2 separate regions of the Mus musculus genome follow, and region 2 is linked to region 1. The links are chromatin contacts, called in public promoter capture Hi-C maps. All regions are on one chromosome and are shown on one strand. The core of a region is the stretch at or near the end of the contact, and the rest is flanking DNA. Distances in the headings are between cores, read along the strand shown.

Region 1 (2,700 bases), core at 94-2,593:
CTTTGGCTACAGAATAGCAAAGAGAACTGCCAAAGATAAAGCAGCTTTGGTCTCCATCTGACTCTGTAACTCTTAGCTGCCTTCCTGGGGAAACTGGGTGCTGGGATAAGCCCTGGGCACTAAGTGACCCTAAAAAGAAATGGGATGTGAGCAGAGAGACAATGAGAGGGATCACTGGAGAGGAAAGAGGAACTGAGAGCATTTTTATGTTTTAATTTTATGTGCATGCATGTTTTGCCAGCACGTATGTCGTTACATACCTGTTGCCTGTGGGCCCAGAAAAGGGAATCAGATTCCCTGAGCTGGATTTATAGATAGTTGTGACCTACTATGTGGATGTTAGGAACTGTACCCAGGTCTTCTGCAAGAGCAGCAACTGCTGAGCCACCTCTACAATTCCAAGGATATTTACTTCTTTTTTTAAAATTATTTTATTTTAAATTTATTTTCCACACTCCATATTCCATACCCCCGCCCCTATCCACCCTCCGTTTGCATCACATCCCATACCTCCTATGGATATTTACTTTTAAAGAAAAATATTTAGGCATTTAGGTGCTATTAGGAAAGTGGAAGCAGTATACTCAGTTTAGAAGAGCCTTGTGAATATTTGAATCTGATGAAGTGTTCCCCTCGGATCTCATATTCAGTAAATCCTGTCGGCGTGAGCCACCACAACCCATGCGAATCGCATATCCAGATTTTGAAAATATGGAGATGACAGAGAGGTCAGCAGTTGAGTTTTGCATGCATGTCTAGATTCAAGTTCAGATTATTTGTTATACTGTGCCTCTGTTATCCGCCCCCCCACCCCCCGCCTCCCCTCCCCTCTTCTTTTCTTTTCGAGACAAGGACTCTTGTCTATAGCCAGGCTGTCCTCCAAACGCCCTCCGCAGGGCTGCTATGGCAGGTGCGCGCCAACTTTTAAAGTAATAATCAACTTCGCAGCTAACTTTTATAATAATAATCCCCTCAGAGCTAACACCTTACGCTTGTCCTACGGTTAGAGCGAGCGGCCTCCCCGCAGCACAGACCTCACCTTACCCTGCTCCTCAAGCCCGCCCAGCCGCTCAGGGTTTAACCCTCATTCAGACCCGCAGTCCGCTCCTCCCAGCGTGCGGAGCCCGTCTCTAGGCAACGCCAGTGCATCCGACGTCTGCGCAGGCTCCGCCGCCGGCTCTGCTTGTTTTTAAACAGTCGTCCAAAAGGGCCAATCAGAGGCGGCTCACCGAGAAGCCGGGTGAGGACTGGTCGAAAGCCTCTCGCCATGGCCAATGGGCGTGGAGGCTAGCTGGGCGGGACCGGAAGTGAGCGGGAGGGAAGAGGGGCGGCGGCGGCGGGCAGTTTGAATCGCTCGTGCTGGTCGGGGAGGAACGGTGCGCTGTGTGAGGAGCTCGGCGGTGAGGAACTCGGGGCTCGCAGAGCCCGGAGCCAGGTTCTGTGAGGAGCTCAGGTGAGCAGCGTCCCCCCTCGGGGCCCCCGTCCTCCGCCCGCGGCCCCCCATCGGAGGCCCGCATGGTTTCTAGAAGCTTCTTTCTCACTTGGCGGCTTAGGGTCGCCAGGGTGCCAGGCTGTGCTGTGTGCTCAGCAGCCAGAACTAGCTAGCACTGGCAGAGAGGCAGGGGATCCTGACGGAGGACAACAGCAGAAACCTGCCAGACCCTCTTTAGGGCCTGAGGCGGGCGGTGGGCCCATGAACGGAGCCCTCCGCATTTTAAAGACATACTTTCGGTGGAAGTTCTTTTACACCGTCACCACAGAGATTTTGCTTCATCTTTCAAAGTCTTCTTCTCAGACCCTGCCTCTTTAATCTTAATTTTTTACATTTACGGATTTTACAACTTTTGCTCTAGTGACCCGATTTAGGTGGCTGACAGGTTGTTCCGTACCCAGTCAACACCTAATGGCAATTAGGCGATCGGTGTGATGTATTTATATATAAGTGTAGGAGAGGTAGAAAATGTATATAAGTGTGTAATGAACATAGTAAAAAAAAATGCCTTTTAAACACCCAAGACTAATAACCAAAACTCTGACATCACTCACTCCAAATAACAATCCTAAAACCCCATGATCCCCAGTGAACAGTATATAATTGGAGACTAAGACAATGCTCTGCGCTGCACATATGAGAAGACACCACCATAATCTGCCCTCAGGAGCCTCAAATCAAAAACTTCTGTTGGCTTGTAAGGCCTTAATGGGAAAGGTTGTGTGTAGTCTTGCTTCAATTTGATGTCCCAGGATCAGGTGGTATCCAAGGGGGTCTCCTCCCCTCTCTGAGAAGGGAAGGTGTTTGTGAGGATGGGACTGGGATCACAGGCAGAAGGGGAGGCTACCATTAGGATGTAGAATGAATAAATAATAATAATAAAAAGGAAAAAAAAAACTGAACCTGACAAGCTAAAATATGTCACCCAGGTGAGCAGCCCTGGGAAGATAGGGTTAAGACTGTAATTAGAAATTTAAAGTGTAAATACTGTATACTAATCCTCAGCATAATAAAATATAACTTTAGTTATCTTAACTACATTTGTAAATATCTTCTTGCTCTCAACAAAGTGTGTGACTACAAACATGAATATAGCTGTTTGTAGGTTTTGAATTAGAAAATAAACCTGCTGGATTCCCTTGCTTATATTGCCTCTCTAGATGTTTTGTTGCTTTTATTTTGTTTTGTTTTTTGACTTGTTGGCTGTG
Region 2 (2,700 bases), core at 29-2,528, 5.4 Mb before region 1:
TCCACATTTTAGAGGCTGCTATCATTTGCTCTCTGGAGGCAGCAACTTTGATCTCTGCCCTCATTGTTCTTCCTCTCTGATTTAGGACTATGTTCCTGTAAGGTTCCTTAGGGTTATTAAGCCCACTTTGGCAGACAGGATTACCTCCCCACTTAAATGTTCTTGATTTAATTTAATTAGCCATTTCTTTTCCTGCCGTATAAAGTACCTATCACAGGTTCTGAAAACAGAATGTGGACATGTTTGTTCGCATGTCCTATTTCTCTCTTGGAATATTTGAGTTCTTAATTCTATTCCCCAAACTTGGCTCTTTATATTTGTTATTTCTAGAAGCACTACCACCAATCTCTGAGTAGGGCTCTCTCTCTCTCTCTCTCTCTCTCTCTCTCTCATTAGTATTAAGAAAGGAATTAAAATTCAGTGCAAATCCTGTTTATTCCATTTCTGAAAACTTATTAATTGTTCATCTGCCATCAAATCTCACTTGGATGATGGCAAGGCCTGGCTTCGCTCCCTGATTCATTACTGCACTATCCTGGTCTAGGCTGAATAGCACTGACATGGTTGTGAACAAAAACTTCCGGAAAGAAACTGCGTCTGACTGTGAAAGGAAATTCCTGAAAGTTAACTGTTTCTGCAAAGACTATTGGCTGATTAGAATTTCAGTACTCTGGAGAGATTGCAATTTTGCTGGTCCAGAGACCAATAATTACCTTATCTTGGGCTAAGTCAGAACTAACATCATGATACAATAGATACAAAACAAACAAACAAACAAACAAACAAAACCACAAACAACCTTTTAGAATCTACTGACTTATCAGGCAACTAGCTTCTACCAATACAAAAGCCGAGTGCCATTAGAGTCATCCTGAGCCTATAGAAAAGCTTCCACTACCTGCTTCTTGTATGTACCCAACAATATATTTTAAACTTGCCTTAATTTGTGACTTTCTCTGCTCTGTAAAACCACAAAAACTTTATGAAACTGCTTCCATGAAATTTGGGGTGACCATATCATTGTTCCAGGGTCATGATCACTCAAAATGGCTTCAGAATAAACTCCTAATCCTTTTAAGATGAGAGCTATGGTTTTTACCTTTCATTTTTTGTTTCCAGCGGCACGTTACATCCGAATTCATCATAAGGAAATAGGTTCTTACTGTATACTAGACAGGGTATGCAACTGTCAGCTCACTGTTGCAGATTAGGGTTAGGCTCCACCCTTGCAGATTTTTAAAAGGAGTAAGGCCGGGCTATATGCAAACCGAGTTCCCATAATGCCTTGTTTTCTTTGGAGTCGAAGGTTCCTGCAAGTGGAAAACTTCCTGGAGCTGACCTACTAGGTATTGAACCAGTTTCTGCATTGCTGAATCAATCTCCCAAGGGTAATTCCACAGAAATCCCAGGGGCTTGGAGTAAACAAGACCGCGCCTAGCCCAGCTAGAGGAAGTTTTATTCCGGAACCCAGCGCCATTTCTGGGTGGGACTGCTTTCTACACCATTTGCCGTAAAACGTTGTTTGAGAACGGTGTGAGGGGAATGGAGGTCTCTTCTCGGAGTTCAGAGCCTCTGGATCCGGTGTGGCTCCTTGTAGCCTTCGGCCGGGGAGGAGTCAAGCTAGAAGTTTTGCTGCTGTTCTTGCTGCCATTTACTTTGGGTGAGCTGCGGGGAGGCCTGGGGAAGCACGGACACACGGTTCACCGGGAACCCGCGGTAAATAGGCTCTGCGCAGACTCCAACGCTGGTCTGGGCTGCCTGTGAGTGCTCAGCGCCCCTTTCCCATGGGTGAGCGTGGGGCGCCCTCTACCCAGATCTTGGGTCGTACGCAGCCGGCAGGAACGCGTGGTCTCCCAGCTGCTTGTCTTTATTAGCTGTACGCTGTGCTTTTCTGTGCTGAATGTAGTGAGAGAAACGGTGTGGGGAGCAGGGGGTTGCAGGAATATTGAGAGATGCAATTTCTAATCCTAGAATTTGGTTATGAGGAAAGTTAATATTTTTGTGTTTCCTTATCTGTGAAATGGAGATATTGATGTCTTTCGTGGTATTGGTATTTAATAGGTGCCATCAAATATCTAACCCAATTTCAGCTCCTTAATTTATTTCTATCTTGAGACATTCCCTATGCACTTTCTCCGAAGGCCTAGACAAACAGGCCCAGGGATACAGTTTTCACACAGTGAGACTGTGTACTTTATCTCCCACCCCAAATCCTCATTAACTCCCTTGAGCTTCCACTTTAAGGAAGGTCCTTCCACTCCCACTCCAAGGTAAGATTTGAAAAGCTAGCAAGCCTCAAGGTGCAATGAAATATTTGCAAGTAGAAAAGACTGTAGAATTTACATATTAAATTTTACTGATGGTTAAGAACAAAATAGAGTGCCCATTTTACCCACCATGAAAGTTCTAATTTCCCTTTCCTTTCTCCTTAATCAGAACTTTCTAAGAGAAAGACTTCCTTGAAGTCTTTTGCATTGTTTGTTTTTTATTGTATTTCCAAAGTTAAATGAAAATGATTTTTTTCCAACATATAGTTATTGGTTACATATTATTTGACTCTCTCTGCCACATAATTAATGCTGCTAAGACTTAAAAGAAAATAACTGAGTCTAGAAGTTAAATCAAAATATGTATTGGAAAGTACATTAACAAAATGAAATGCAGTTTCATTTTTTAAATTATATTATTTTTTCCCCGTTG

Evidence for each region. Promoter capture Hi-C pulls out the DNA fragments that hold promoters and counts their contacts.
Region 2: a contact with region 1 is called in a promoter capture Hi-C map of pre-B cells. The contact joins the promoter of Cr1l here to the promoter of Cenpf in region 1. A contact is called at or near these places in 1 of 39 promoter capture datasets (pre-B cells) and 1 of 484 Hi-C or Micro-C datasets (LSK cells).

The regions. Positions count from the first base shown.
Region 1 is chr1:189,686,729-189,689,428 of GRCm38.p6, reverse strand. It overlaps Cenpf (centromere protein F), which reads left to right and starts at 1,343. Exons shown (of 18, transcript NM_001081363.2): 1 at 1,343-1,453.
Region 2 is chr1:195,130,148-195,132,847 of GRCm38.p6, reverse strand. Cr1l (complement component (3b/4b) receptor 1-like) reads left to right here and starts at 1,278. Exons shown (of 10, transcript NM_013499.2): 1 at 1,278-1,660. The coding sequence starts at 1,543. Gm32313 (a long non-coding RNA gene) reads right to left here and starts at 1,404. Exons shown (of 3, transcript XR_865921.3): 1 at 1-1,404.